4 separate regions of the Mus musculus genome follow, and regions 1, 2 and 3 are each linked to region 4. A link is a contact called in public ChIA-PET, Hi-C and HiChIP or PLAC-seq data. All regions are on one chromosome and are shown on one strand. The core of a region is the stretch at or near the end of the contact, and the rest is flanking DNA. Distances in the headings are between cores, read along the strand shown.

What was found. A called contact is a pair of places that touch in the nucleus more often than the background predicts. ChIA-PET counts read pairs in DNA pulled down with a chosen protein or histone mark. HiChIP or PLAC-seq counts read pairs in DNA pulled down with a chosen protein or histone mark.
Region 1: a contact with region 4 is called in a Hi-C map of bone marrow-derived macrophages, with 22 read pairs. The contact joins two enhancer-like sites. A contact is called at or near these places in 3 of 484 Hi-C or Micro-C datasets (bone marrow-derived macrophages, liver and myeloid progenitors).
Region 2: an RNA polymerase II ChIA-PET map of memory CD8 T cells shows a contact between it and region 4, with 41 read pairs. The contact joins two enhancer-like sites. A contact is called at or near these places in 1 of 15 datasets of contacts at CTCF or cohesin (the NIH/3T3 cell line) and 1 of 115 datasets of contacts at active chromatin or transcription factors (memory CD8 T cells).
Region 3: an H3K27ac HiChIP or PLAC-seq map of bone marrow-derived dendritic cells shows a contact between it and region 4, with 4 times the contacts expected there. The contact joins two enhancer-like sites. A contact is called at or near these places in 1 of 15 datasets of contacts at CTCF or cohesin (the NIH/3T3 cell line), 6 of 484 Hi-C or Micro-C datasets (CD4 T cells, the N1E-115 cell line, bone marrow-derived dendritic cells and 3 more), 2 of 115 datasets of contacts at active chromatin or transcription factors (bone marrow-derived dendritic cells and regulatory T cell precursor) and 1 of 9 other capture datasets (bone marrow-derived macrophages).

The regions. Positions count from the first base shown.
Region 1 is chr10:96,433,429-96,437,147 of GRCm38.p6, reverse strand. No RefSeq gene overlaps it. Among named protein-coding and RNA genes, the nearest start is that of Gm33782, 130 kb to the right of the region's middle. Within about 2 kb of position 1,832, at least 22 of the 459 cell types and tissues checked have an H3K27ac peak or open chromatin away from gene starts, as enhancers often do. A contact at or near this core is called in bone marrow-derived macrophages, where this site is marked.
Region 2 is chr10:96,522,098-96,525,881 of GRCm38.p6, reverse strand. It overlaps Gm33843 (a long non-coding RNA gene), which reads left to right. Exons shown (of 4, transcript XR_380712.2): 4 at 1,211-1,458. Among named protein-coding and RNA genes, the nearest start is that of Gm33843, 75 kb to the left of the region's middle. Within about 2 kb of position 2,446, at least 23 of the 459 cell types and tissues checked have an H3K27ac peak or open chromatin away from gene starts, as enhancers often do. A contact at or near this core is called in memory CD8 T cells, where this site is marked.
Region 3 is chr10:96,463,593-96,467,421 of GRCm38.p6, reverse strand. No RefSeq gene overlaps it. Among named protein-coding and RNA genes, the nearest start is that of Gm33843, 130 kb to the left of the region's middle. Within about 2 kb of position 1,266, at least 53 of the 459 cell types and tissues checked have an H3K27ac peak or open chromatin away from gene starts, as enhancers often do. A contact at or near this core is called in bone marrow-derived dendritic cells and bone marrow-derived macrophages, where this site is marked.
Region 4 is chr10:96,130,454-96,134,194 of GRCm38.p6, reverse strand. No RefSeq gene overlaps it. Among named protein-coding and RNA genes, the nearest start is that of Gm40746, 49 kb to the left of the region's middle. Within about 2 kb of position 1,869, at least 52 of the 459 cell types and tissues checked have an H3K27ac peak or open chromatin away from gene starts, as enhancers often do. A contact at or near this core is called in bone marrow-derived dendritic cells, bone marrow-derived macrophages and memory CD8 T cells, where this site is marked.

The sequences.
Region 1 (3,719 bases), core at 583-3,082, 300 kb before region 4:
ACATCAGTTGATGGATGAAGTCACTCTCGTCCCTCTGATGATGATTATGCTAGGCTCCAGTCCCAGAACCTAACAAAGGCTTTCTTAAAGTTTTATCATGTGTCAGTTACACTAACAAGCTAGGAGACTGCATCAGTAGATAAGACACACAACCTGGTCTTGAGGAATATTCAGGAAGATGACCAGAAGCAAATAGATAAGAACTATAACTGAGTTCCCTGCATTTGGGGAGCACGTGGAAGAGTATAAGAGATGAGACTCACCCGGGGGGACCCCCCTTGTGGATGTAGTAGCTCCCCTGAAAGGTAAGTAGGCTAATGTGCAGATAATCATCCTGCTCACTGAGTTTTACATTTTAGAGAACCTTCTGGTTCTATAACATTGAAAATATCTTTGTCTCTGCCTCCCTCCCTCCCTCCCTCCCTCCCTCCCTCCCTCCCTCCCTCCCTCCCTTCCTTCCTTCCTTCCTTCCTTCCTTCCTTCCTTCCCCCTTTCTCTCTCCTTCCTTGTTCTTCTCTCCCATTTCTCTTCCTAACCAGGGTTTCACACATGATAAACACACACTATTGTACTTTCTACCTTACAGAATCAACATTTCTCGCTTCTACATTTCGGTGAGAACAAGTGGCCTTTGGCCTCCATGCCTCGCTCATTTCACTTGATTTAATGTCCTTTCATTCCCTCTAGAAAGTACCAATTTTGTAACACATGTAAAGAAATATGTTACTTATTTTCATTCCTCCTAAAAAACAATGTGAGGTTCTGTTGTGATGCTCAGTAGACACAGCTGTCACACATAGGGTTGGACTGGATTCTTGCCATTACTGTGAAGATCTGATCCTGTGATGCTGGTCAACAAATATTTCTATGGTAACATCTTTTTCTGAATTAGAAAGGGGATGTATACGAGTATATAATAATATAATTAAAAGATAATATGAATGTAATAATATTATAAATAAGATAATTAGACCTTATTTCACTTTCATGTTACTTTTCAAGAAAAAAAGTTTAAAGATATAGGCATTTAGTAATATTTTAAAGATCTATATATCTAGTAATATTTTAAAGAAATACCTTAAAACATTAATGTTGACATATTTGAATTGGCATTTTCTTAGAGAACACAATCTAATTTATAAATCTGAACCATGAAGAACTCAGTAGATAATTATAATCTTGAAGGCGTTTCAAATGTACCTTAATGGGACTCCGTCAGCCAACCAACCAGAGGCCATGTTTAAATTTTTAAACAGTGCATTAAATAATTAAGCAGCATAACAAATTATGTTTTGGGTAGTTGTCACAGCCTAATTTTTTGAGTACTCTCAAAAAAGAAAAAAAAAAGTATATATAAAAGGTTCATTAGAGATTCTCTGAAGCCCCAAACACTAATGCTAGGCATGTGACACTCCCAAGAGGAAACAGGGCTCAAGTTCTCTGCTGGAAATAGATTAAATAGAAGCCCAACCAGAGATTGCCACTGAAGTCTTTGAGGACACACCCCAAACATTTTCAGACTTCCATGGCTGACAAAAGCAGCTTTCTCCTTTTACAAGGACTTTCCCTGCTTGTATGAATACCTTTGTTTAACTGAGTCAATGATTGGAGTCTCTAACCTGCCTTGCTATGGCACACTTTCTCATGACTTTAAAAGACCAAACCAGGGGCTGCAGGAAAGCTTGTCGGTCTTCGTATCCCACTTCCCGTCTTTGTTGAACCAAATTCCCTTATCCGACAATTGAAAGAAACTGTTAGATATTTTCCAGTGGTTGCTAGTGTCTGGTGTCATGGTACTTTTTTTTTCTTTCCCTTTCGATGTGTTTGACAAATTTCAAAGTGGCCCTTGTTACTCACTTCCTTCCTGGATTTCACAACTGTATTCCAAAGTGTTAGTCTAGAGTCCAGCATTTATGTGTTATAGATGTTATCACATTCCCTACCGTGAAACCACTTTTTCTTCTGAAAATTTTAAAAACATTATTTTCCACATAGATGACTTCAACCCTACACAATAAAATCACCTTTGCCTGTGATGGTCCAATAGATAAATTCCTATAACAACACAAGACTACGTTTCATATGAATGCCTATAATTGTATGAATTAAAAAAAAAAAGTCTTATTTTGTTTCAAGGCAGAGTCTCGTTAGCCCAGGCTGGCCTTGAACTTGTTATGTAGCTGAGCATGACTTTTAACTCCTTTCCCCATTTCCCATACCTGTAATCACCGTACCCACCTAAACTTGTCTACTTGTTTTAGAAGCTCTGGAGATTGTACTCAGGGACTCATGCATACAGGACAATCACTCTATCAATTGGACTATCAGCCCAGCCCCACCAATTATATTTCTGATGGAATACAATAGTCTGCAGTTCTTTGTTTTAAACTGTAGCTGGCTGGAAGTATAGTCCAAGGGATCTAGAAAGAATTAAATCCAAAATACTTCAGCATCTTTCTGTCCACCAGGCTTGTAGGACCAAGCCTTAGTTAGAGAAACTCTTCAGTCAATACAACTGCATACTCCATTGACCATCACGGCTTAGCCATCTACATGGGCAAGGATGGCAGGGTTTGAAGGAAAAGAGGTCAGTAGACTTGATTTTAAGTTCCAGTGTCACCAGCAGTTGTGTAGTCTTGTGAGAACTGTACCCCTTCTCTGTTGCGGGGTGGGGGTGGGGTGGGGATGGGGTGGGGGGAGAGTACCAGCACTGGGCCCGAGTTCCCAAGCCCCTTGGCGGATTGCTGCCGCCAGCTCCACCCAATGACTGTCTATCCCACAGTCAGCCATCACAACATCCATTTACCTGGTAGAATCAAAACTCTTAAAGCTTATAACTAGCCAATCAGATTTATGTACCATTAAGTTCACAGTTTACAAGATGCCAATACAATAATTTCAGAACCAATTGATAATGATTAAAAGCTCTATCCCAATTATTCTAACCTTATGGTATCATAACTACCTGCAGCTGGTTAAAGCCACACTGGTTCACGTCTGCCTCCATCTTGGCCTTCTCACTTCTCTCCCTCTGAGATGCTCTCTGCCTCTCCAACTCTTAGCTCCACCTCCCTTTTTCATGTCCAATCACAGGCCTCCTGCTGCCCTAATGTAATTGGACAGGGAAAATTCTGCAACACTTCTCCATGCTTCTATTTCAATAAAATACCAACTCTTAGCTCCACCTCCCTTTTTCATGTCCAATCACAGGCCTCTTGCTGCCCTAATGTAATTGGACAGGGAAAAACCTGCAACACTTCTCCATGCTTCTATTTCCATAAAATAGTAGGGGTGACATTCAGCCATGCCTAACATCTATCTTTTGCTAAGCCCTTTAAAGCAGTCCTTGTGCTGGCATTACTGAAAGGCATAGGTTGGGAGTCTTGTTGGGCATTGGGGAGCTGCAGTGTTTCTCAAAGGATATGCAATATTACCTAGACTGCTCGAAGCCCTGCGTTTGATTCCCAGTGCTGCAAAAATGAATGGGCCAGTTAATGAGTGAATATTAACTCAAAGAACAGTAACCAAGGAGAGGGCAATGGGTAAATGATTTGTTGCCCAAGTATGGGGACTTAAGTTTGGATCCCCAGTACCCATGTGAAAAACAGGGCATGGCTGCCCTAGACGGCCCTGTACTGAGTAGTAGCGATAGAAGAATCCTGAGGACTCCCTGGCCAGCCAATTGCTACTACAGGTTCAGGGAGAAACACTGTCTCAAA
Region 2 (3,784 bases), core at 1,197-3,696, 390 kb before region 4:
TCAGGCGAAGGAGCATGAACTGCCATGTGAAAGACACCATGCACCAAAGTAGGCAAACACGCAAACCATGGCTTGAAGTGCAGACACATGGACATACATGGCAGACACATACATGGCTTCACGTGTCAGGCAGAATATTAACCTCTGGTAACATACACACCTCCAATAAGACCCTCGGCGTTATTTTTGGCCACTGGGGTTGTTTGGTTGCAACATACAAACTTTAAAACATCCACAAAAGCAAAGCTTACTCACTATTTAACCATTTAAGAAAAAAATTAAAAAGGGAGAATTCCTGCTTCCTGCCAATTCTAGCTCTAAATAGTTCCTGTTAAGAGTTCCTGAATATAGTGCTCACTTGTTAAAAATGGCATCCATGTGTGTGTGTCTCTCTGTATTTGTGTGTGAAATGACATTTAACAAGTTTATTTGTTCTTTTTGTTTTGTTTTGTTGTTTTGTTGTTTTTTCATTTCACACTCTATTTTAGCCATCATCCCTACCTTTTAAGTGACTGTGTGGCATTTCATTGCATAAATATGCCACAATTCATTAAACATTTCAAATGTGTATTTTAACTTACAAACAAAAATAATGCTTGATCAACTATCCTGCAGATACATTTCTTTATATCCTTATTAGTATTTTGAAAAAAAAAAAACATTCCTGAATAGAACCATTAAGCCAAAGAGAGTGTTTAATTTTAGATTTTTAGTATAGTTTATAGATTATTTAGCAAAGGAGAATTGAATTTGCACTTCAGTGATAACCTATCCTTACATGCTTGTCCAAAATGGGCGATACACACACACACACACACACACACACACGCACCCCTGATAGCTCTCTACTGTAATTCATTCAACTTTAGCCTGGTTACTAATGTACTTGGTCATCTTTACTGAGCATTCATGTTTCTTGTTCTGAGAACCGTGTGAATTTATAATTTGCATTATTGTTTATATGGGGTGTTATGTTTCCCACATTTGTTGATGTTTTGTATAAGCATCTTGGAGATAATAGCTTTTTAAAGTACAAGGTTTTAATGATACTTGGCCCAAGTCTCCCTACCCATGGTGTGTGTGTGTGTGTGTGTGTGTGTGTGTGTGTGTGTGTGTGTGTGTGTATGTTTGTGTGTGTGTACTGGATGTGATTAAATGCACCAACACTAATCTTTAACAAGAGAGGCTATTTTTAACTTCTGTCTCTCAGGGCAAACAGAACCCTACCCAGAGGTGAGACGTGTTCCTAGTCTGGGCGGTCGGTAATTCTCCTTCACTCCTGCAGCCCGGTTGCTAGAAGAAATGAGAGTCAGCATGGACAAAGCCAGCAGGGAACGAGGGGCACAACCAGTATCTGCAGCAAGTACCAAACCCGGAGCCCCATCCACAAAACTCAATTAGGAACAATTGGTTGTGCTGAGTGAGGTCAGCTCCAACCGGGGCCCATGAGCTGAGCTGGTTATTAGTGTTGTCAAGTTGCTCAGACAAGTGAATCAGACATCGTTCGTTAGCATTTATCTTTGAAGACGAGGTGGCTAAACAATAAACCGTTGAAGATTTGTTTAGGTGCTTCGTTTTTCTATTCCCCTCTACATGTTTATATGAATTATTTGGTCCTGTACCAGAGAGGATTGTGTGGTAGTCTAATGAGATTTGAGCGTCAGCTGACACAGTTCTTTGTCCCAGTGTCTGGCAGGGGGAGCTGCTTATTTACATGGTCGCTGCATGGTCCTTTTACATCTGTCATTTAGCTCAGCTCGAGTTCTCCGTTACCCAAATAAAAATGAATCACCTCGGGCATCCGTTTGGGATTGCTGCCTTTGAAGTATAGCGGTAAACCCGCTGCCTCAGCATCTGAGAGATCAGCTCACTCTATCACCTAGAATTCTAATCCTGCATTTGGAGGCTTAGAAGTCCAGAGATGGAGGAAATGGGAAGGAAAAGAAGGCTGATCAAAGAATTCACAGTGCTACAAAAGGAATTTACATGTCTCTCTTCCTTTTCTTCTCTCTGTCTAAACAGGTATGTCATTTATCAGGAAAGTTAGTGTTGTTTCCTTTTGTTTTGTTTTTAAGCTGCCTGTAAGGTAAACTTAGCACATCATTGCAATCTATCACCTTTTATAGAAGTAAGGGTACATTTTTTTTTTCAGTGGGAAGATATTGATGTCCATATTTTAAAACTCCTATAATGGGTGGTGGGTCACTTCAAAAGTAGAAGCTAAAATTTTTAATAATAAAACAGAAGGAAGAAGCCTGAGAATAAATTGCAGCATGAGAACACAAAGGGACTCAGGTCATTGTCGCAGCCTTAACCAGAAGCCAGACGATCTAAAAGAAAAATAGCGAACGCCACAGCGTCGACTGGAACACACCATGGGGCAGAACAAAACGGCCGTCTTATGAAAGGCATTTTTTCATTTTTAAGGAGGATGCGCCTGTGCGTTCGCGATGACAAAGCACAGACTGAGAATGGGTCGTTCACACTGACAGGTTGTTTCCTGTTGGGCTAACTGCTTGGGTTGGAGTTTCTGTCTCTCAAATAGTTTTAAAGGAAGAAACAGAAAAGCTAATCTTTCATAAAAGGAGAACTGAGTTTGGAATCACCATACCTGGGTTCTTCCTATGGCTCTTTCTCTCTGAACTAATTAATTAAATTTCCTAATTCCTGAACTAGAAGTAGAAGTAGGGTTCTAACTGCCTGCAAGAAAGTCTGTAGGGCATTTTCTTGATTAATGATTGATGTGAGGGGACCCAGCTCACTAGGGATGGTACCAACTCTAGGCAGGTAGTCCTGGGATGTATAAGAAAGCAGGTTGAACAAGCCAGTGAGCAGCATTTCTCCATGACTTCTGTGTCAGTTCCTGCCTCGAGGTGCCTGCCTTGAGTCCCTGTTTGGCTAGCCCTTCATGACGGACTGTAAGCTGTGAGCTGAAATAAACTCTTTCCTTTCCAAGTTGCTTTCAGTCGCAGTGTTGTCTTACAGCATAAAAACCCAAGAAAGTCTTGAAACATCTCAAAGGGAGCGGTTGAACTCCTGTTGTCAGTTTGGAAACGTGATCCCCCACATTCCCAGGGAGCAGATATAAGAGACTAGGGAAGGGAAATGAAGTCAGAGATAGGCTTCTCCAGCTGCCTGCGTTGGGAGGAACCAGAACTTGCTGCAGTGTCTTTTGCCGCTGCCCAGAGGGTGCTTTGCAAGGTTCTCTGCCCCAGAGGGTGCCTTACAGAGCAATCTGCCCCAGAGGGTCTCTTTCAGAGCGCTCTGCCCTAGAGGGTGCCTTTTAGAGCCATCTGCTCTCTGGATAAAGCACACTCAGTGGTTTCCATTCCAAATCTCATGGGCATCAACTCCAAAGCGTGTTTAAATTGTGCAGGTAAATACCAGACATTTCCACTAATGTCCTAAACTGAGTGTCAGGGACGAGGTGAAGAACTGCCACCTTCCACCTGCTCCAGCCTCTCAAAACTACATGGAACTGGCTATTGTAGGACCGCCTACGGTTCAGTTCAATCCCCAGAGCCCATGTTAGAAACGCTGAGTGTGGTGGCTCCAGGTTATCCTACCGCCAAGGAGGCAGAGGTAGCAAATTCTCTCCACTCCTGGGGGGCGGGGGAAGCTTCTCTGGCCAACCAACCTCATCTACTCTGAGTTCCAGAGTGGGTGACCCTGTTTCCAAAAACTAATGGCTGCCGGGTGCGCGCGCGCGCGCACACACACACACACACACACACACACACACACACACACACACACACACACACACACACACATACAGAGCTAT
Region 3 (3,829 bases), core at 17-2,516, 330 kb before region 4:
TTTTAGATGGAGCAAATGTGTTCCTTTTCATACTCATTTCCCTTGCCTTGTAGGCTCTTGGGTTTTTTTTTTTTCTCCAAGCTCAAGTTGCTTAATTAATTAAAACTCATTAGTCACTGAAAGAATATTGTGTGCCAGATGCTGTCCTTGGGTCTAAAGATGCAACAGCGAAAAATAAGCTTTCTATTATTATGGAATTTAGGTTCTACAGAATGAAGAGAACAATGGAAACACATTCTGGGTGAAGAAGGATGAACACAGGATGCATGTGGAGGCGGAGGGCTGTTTTGTAGACGAGAAAAGTCACATTGATGAAATGGTTCAGTGACAGTGATAAAAATCAAGGACAAGTTCAATCTGCAATAGATGTGGGTATAACGGGAAGTTGTCAAGGTGGACAGAACAGGAAGTGCAAAGCACCTGAGGTAGAACCTCCTTGGCCTGTGGGATGCAGTGCAAAGATGCTGGCATTGTTGGAGGGCTCCAAATGGGTGTGGGATGAGATGAAAATTGTAGTGTTGAGCAAGATTTGCTAAAGCCATGGAAAGGACCTAAGATCAGAAGCATTGAAAAGTAGAGATGAAAGAATGGAACATATTCATTGTGCGTGAATGGGAACATTGACAGCTATGTGTAGTGCAGTAGGAAGGATAGGGTCAAAGTGGAAGGACCTGGCTAAAGGTGACAACTGCTATCTAGGGTTCTAAAGCAGAGGGATTAAGACACCACTTTCTGAATGACGTTTGAAGGCATGGTGGAACAATGGAGTATAAAAGAAATACATAGTAAAGGGCAGAGCCAAGGGATTAGAAGGAGGGGCTTCGGACTAATTAAGGTAGTGAGGACTAAGGGAGAAATAGAGTGGGTAGCAATAGTCTAACTTTATTTTATTTATTTCTATCATGTTAAGCTTGAGATGATATTTGGACTTTTCTCTGTGAAATGCTGAACAGTTGGGTAAGCATGCCTTGAAGTTCACTGGCGATGTCAAAGGCAGAGACAGACATTTGAGAACTACCTGTAATCAGCACTTATGGTTGTGAGGTGACATAGGGCGTCCGAGAAAGAATTGAGAAGAAGAGTGATCAGGAAGGCAGCATTCAGATGATTTGACCTTAAGTAGATTAAAAAGTAAAACAAAAAACCAATGAAGAAAGCCCAGTGAGGCAGGAAGTAAAGTAAGAAAAAGTGACCTCCCAGGCACTAAGGGGAGTTTCTTTAGAAGGAGGAACTGAATAAGTGTGGGATTTTGCAAACATATTGAGCAAGTTGAAGGCTGAGACATAGCACAGATCCAGCAACACTGGAACCACACTGACTTTTCCCACGGTGGTCTGAGGAGCAGTGACGAGGGAAAACTACAGAGGCTGTATAAAACAGGTCATGAAAACCCCCGAACATTTCCTTCCTTGAGATACTTGATAACATTTCCCGAACATTTCCTTCCTAGAGATACTTGATAATACTTATGGTGGTTAATCTTAATTTTCAACTTAATTTAGAATTACCCAGGAGACACCTCAAGGCCAGCCTCTGAAAGGGTTTCAAGAATGGCTTCTCCAAGGAGACAAGAACCATTCTGGGTGTTGGTGGCATCATCCCATCAGCTGGATTTCTAGAATAAAGAAGAGAGGGAAGGGAGAAGGTACCAGCTTCCATTCCTCCCTGCTTGCTGACTACAGACTCTCACTCCACACTGTCAGTCCCTCCTGACACATAACGTACCCTCAAACTGTGATCCAAATGTACCCTACTTCCTTGAGTGATTTGGGACAGATATTTTATCACAGTGACAAGAAAAGTCCAGCCTTCTACCATTTTAACTATTGGTTTATATTTTCATAGCCTCAGCTATTTTGTGCCCAATCCCAAAGCTGAGCCACGATCATCTGCTAATCAACTTTTATGTAGCATAATACTAGGCACTTAGTAAATGCTGCCTGAATGCTTGTAAAATGAATATAAAACTGAAATCTAAGAAGATTTTCCACAGATGAATATGACTGCCATAACATTTAGGAACACCAATAATAATAATAATAATAATAATAATAATAATAATAATAATAATAATTAATAATAATAATAATGATGATCTTTTAAAAAACAAGATTAAAGTTACCAATATTTTAAATAAATATAAAATTCATAGTTTAAAAAACAACTGGTATGTCAGACATAATGTAGGAAGATGTAACTTTAATACAGCTCTGAAGCTAAGTACATCTTTAAAGTGCCCGGTAAACAGAATCAGTCATAAACAGAGTTTTAGATGGTTGGGGGAGAGCGAACACTCCATGCTATTGCACTTTTGTGACACTGCCCGTATCTGTGTTTATATCCTGATTTTGTTTTCCTGCAGTGCTGAGGATCAAGCGTGGGACTTTTGGGTATGTCAGAAAGACAGTCTACCATTGTCTCATCTTAACTGGGATATCACACTCCTACCTGTAATTTATACATACACTATCTTGCATAGCATGTAGTGAGATTGCTCAGTGGAGAGAGTTTAGTCCTGCTGAAGATGATGGTGAGGCTCCAGGAGTATTAGGAAGCATCTCTCCCTTCTGTAAACCACATGTACTTAGCATAAACTCCCATAATATTCGCTCTGCTTCTTCTTTTAGAACTTCCCATATTATAAACTCACCACTGTTCTAAGAAACCCCTCAAATTAATGTTCTCCCTTGTGTTGGTTTGAAAGAGAATGGCCTCCCATATATCATAGGTTTGAATACTTGGTCTCCAGTTGGTGGAACTGTTTGGAAAGAACTAGGGGGTGTAGTTTTGTTGGAGGAGGTGTGTTACCTGAGCCTGACTTTGAGTTTTCAAAAACCCATGTCAATCTCGGTTAGCCCTCTCTGCCTCATGCTTTTGGATCAAAATGTAAGCTCTCAGCTACTGCTTAGTCACTATGCCTGCCTGCCTGCTTGCCTGCCTGCTGCCATGCTTTTTACCCTGATGTCTATGGACAACTCCTGAAACTGTGAGCCCCAATACTCACTCCCTATGAGTTCCAATTAACTCTTTCTTCTATAAACTGTCTTTGTCATGATGTTTGCCACAGTAACTGAAACACCCTCTTTAAGGCCACGATTTTGAAATCAAATTCACTGTAGTGAATTACTTTGGGGTTGAATTGATTGGGTCAGTTTTTGTTGCTGTTGTAGAAATGATTCTTTAGTCCTTTGAACTATGTCTATTAAGCATAGAAGCACAGATTAGCACATGATTAATCAAGTGACTTTCTGGCTAGATCCTTTAATTCAATCAACACTGAGACATTATGCCCAGAAGTCAAATGATGATTTTTTTTCCCAAAGGTCCATTTCAAAGGCAAAGTAGCTTCATTATAGAGGACAAAAACCACGATCAAATCTTCTGTCTCTAAGTAACAGCTAGTTAGCACAGTTAGTGACTAGAACTTAGTCATCCAGGTATACTTTATTTATTCAATATGAGAAAAGGCCTGTAGAAGTGTTTGGTGAGTCATTTCATAAGACCAAAGCCAAGCAAAACTAGAGCACTCTTGTTGGAGATATTTTCCTCAGTGTGAAGTTTCTTTTGGGAGACTTGACATACAGGTGTAGTCAAACTTTGGCATGGAAAGTAAGTCATGAATTTTATAGGCAATGACCCTTGATGTCTTAAGCATGTGATACCACAGCCAAATCTAGCAATATTCCCTGAAAGAAGCAAAAATAGATGCAAGAGAGGAAATTAGGTGGAGGTAATTGAATTCTTTAAAAAAATTTTTTTTTTGCTAGCCAAGGATCCCAAGAAGACAAAATCTCGTTCTTTACATAAAGGACATAGCTTCATTTCTATT
Region 4 (3,741 bases), core at 620-3,119:
GCTCTCTCTTCTGTCTCTTCATTGTTCTTTGAGCAGTATCGAACATGATCAGGACTCTTATTATTATAACGGGGCACATTTATTAAGTGTTTATTAAGGGCCTGCCATATGCTAGATTTCTACACAATCTTCCAACAACCTGTAAAACAGGAGCTACTGTATTCATGCCCATTTTTCAGATGAAAGAACTTGGGTTGAGGAACAGGCTTTGTGAGATGGGTCCAAACTCTTGACATTGCAACATGACTTTCTCATCTAGAAAGTTCATCCTTGAGAACTACATAACTATGTTATTTTTGAGAAAATTCTCATGTTTTAAGTAAATGCATAATTTTGTGCTGGGCCACATTAAGTTATCCTGGGATGCATGTGGCACATGGGTGAGTTAGAGATAGCTGCAGGGCCGAAGTCATAAAGCCAGAAACTAGCTGACTGGATTTCAAACAAAAGCATGAAGGCTCCTCATGCCAGCCTATGTGCAGACAACTCAGGCATCTGGGTAGAGTGATTCCCCAAATCTTTAAAATGAAACTGGCCCTGAAGACTCTTCCTAAGACAAGCAGTCATGAGTGTGAATCTTGCCACTTATCTTGAAAAGCATGATTCTCTCTGGTTGCTATCTACTTCAAAAAGACTTAAAAATATACAAATAAAAATATTTTTATTTATTAATTTGTTTATTTATTTATTTATTTATTTTTCCCATTTTTTATTAGGTATTTAGCTCATTTACATTTCCAATGCTATACCAAAAGTCCCCCATACCCACCCACCCCCTACCCACCCACTCCCCCTTTTTGGCCCTGGCGTTCCCCTGTACTGGGGCATATAAAGTTTGCCTGTCCAATGGGCCTCTCTTTCCAGTGATGGCCGACTAGGCCATCTTTTGATACATATGCAGCTAGAGTCAAGAGCTCCGGGGTACTGGTTAGTTGATAATGTTGTTCCTCCTATAGGGTTGCAGACCCCTTTAGCTCCTTGGCTACTTTCTCTAGCTCCTCCATTGGGAGCCCTGTGATCCATCCATTAGCTGACTGTGAGCATCCACTTCTGTGTTTGCTAGGCCCCGGCATAGTCTCACAAGAGACAGCTACATCTGGGTAAAAATATTTTTGTTCCATCAACCTTATGCATATTTTTTTTACATTCCTAGACTGGCAAGATTTCTCTTTGTCTATAGATCTGCCCTCTTGGAAAGTCTTCCTCCCTCCTGTGACATGGAAGGATCTTGGTCTTTTTTTTTTTCTTAGTTGGAAGCAAAGAAAGCAAAGTACTGAAGAAACAGCTTGCATCACCAAACACCTAAAGATACATCATGAATTTATACCTTTAATATATCTTACAGCCTGCAAGACAGAAACTGGGTAAGCCTTCCCATGCATAAGGAAGTGTGTCTGGGGATATTGGGTACTGCACTTAATGTCATGTATGCAGAGAGTTGATCCTTTTCCTTTCTCCCTAATTTGTCTGTCTTTCCCTCCTTTTGTTCTCTCAGAAAGCCCACCACTTCAGAAAGTCTAAAGAGATAGGGGCTTATGAGAGTCAGATAAAAAATATTTTGAAAGGGATAGTCATGCATTTCCTGGCTTTGGAGAGGTCTTGGTGGTGTGCTCTTAGATGTTGTGATATTAGTTAGGATCAACACCCTGCCATTGGGCATGGGGTCTCTGGAATCTTCACTCCTGGGTGTAGCTGGAGGAGAATGCGTTCTGTGTGTCTGTAACCAGAAAGGGTAGAATGCTAAAGCCGGTCTAATTAAGGCCAGTCTGCCTGTCCATGACTGTCTGTCAGACTTGAGTCTGGCCTGCCTAGTGCAGTGGAAACAAGTGGGTTTTTTTTTTTTTCCTCCTTTTTCCTCATGTTTTAACTGTGTGAGGTTACAGTGCCACCATGTGGATCCTCCGGTGTGAACCTGGATAATGAAGCTGGGGCTACAAAAGTGGTCACAGGCAACCTAAAAGACTTGGGAACAGGGACAGAAAGAGAAACCCGGTTTTTGAAAAGACACCGTGGTTCGTCAGGAAAAACAGAAGTCACGTCGGTCGGTCAAAAGATAATTTACATTCGTGAGCACCGCTTGGAGCCAAACAGACGCTAGTTGAAACTTACCAAACTGTCTTTACAGCCTCAGTTGCCTTGTCTGTGTAACGGGCACTGTAGTAGCTCCTCTAGGCTGCCGTTAGAATCAAAAGGCAGTGCACACAAAGTGCTCTCTGCCTGCCATGTCTGGTTGTTATGACTGAGCTAAGAAAGGAACTTCACAGCCTTATGCTGAACCGCAGTCCCGTGCTAGGACTCTCGACATTTTGCCCATGGTTTTACCTTGATTTAAGCCTTAACCATTTCACCTTCCCCTGCCTTTGACATGTGAGCTTTGCAGCAGTCAAATTTCAAATCATGTATTTCAAATCATGTTTCCATCATCTTGTAGCTTTGTAGCCTTGGGATATTTAAACCTTCTGAGCTGGGAAGCTGTGTGGTGATGCTGGCCCTTTGTTCCAGCATCCAGGGTATGGAAGCAAGAGGCTACCCTCTTGTTCAAGGATATTCTCTGCTAGATAGTTAGTTAGACTCCAGTATGGACTCACAAGACCCTGCCTGGGGAAAATAAAAATAGGGAACAACAAAATCCTGAGTCCTGGTTTCCTTGTCTGTAAAATGGGGTTAAGAACCTGTTACAGAGGGAACTAGAGCTCGGGCACTCGAAGCTTCGGATGCAGTAACTTCAATGGTCATCAGTCTGCGCCCATCACTGTTACGGTCATGACTACACTACAGGACAGCACAGCCTCACCTTGACCTCCAAGTAACAAAACCTTTAAGTTCACCTTAACATCAAAGAGCGATTGAGGAACTAGACAGGAAGCAACTTCTGTGGTCTATTTACCTACACACCTCAATGTTGAGGTTCTGTGGTTTTTATAAGGTTATCTTCTCAAGGCTAAAAGTGCAGCTATGAACAGTTTACACCTCAGTGTTTTCAGTATTAAAGTGTATTTCATAGTCAAGGTTAATAGTGCCATGTGTTAGTAGCACACACCTTTAATCCCAGTACTCAGGAGGCAGAGGCAGATGGATCTCTGAGTTTGAGACCAGCCTGGTCTACATATAGAGTTCCAGGACAGCCAGGGCTACCTAGACAAACCCTGTCTTGAAAAGCAAACAAACAGAAAACAGAACAAAACAGTTACTACTCTGATGTCTTTAATTTATTTTACATGTCTTCATCTTCTGAGGCCCCAAATCCAGTCCTTTCAAATCAAGCAAAATCTTAGAACTAATGAACAGATTTAGACTTGATGAAGACAAAAACTCAATCGTATCCATCACCGCAAACTCTGAAAGTCTAGATTTGCCGTGACACCTGAGTGGTCCTAGCCAGGATAACACAAACGCAAAACCACGGTGATCTTAGCTCTAAGCTTTAACACCTCCAGCTATTCGGGGGGGGGGGGTCCCCAAAATGTTTCATAAGCCTCCTCCACTTCTGATCCCCACCACTATGCTTAAGCCACAGTCTCATAACTACCTCCTTGGACTGACAGCAACCTGCTGCACTTTCCCCACCAGGCTATAGGCAGCCCTGCAACCAGAGGGGCCCCAGGCATCTCCCACACCTGCCCCCTTCCCTGCCTCACTCCTTAAATATCCCCAACCTCAGTAAATATCCTCATTGCTGCTTCCATTAAAATATAAAAAGCACAGATCTCCTGAGAGCATTTAGAGCACTGGAGTCCTGGC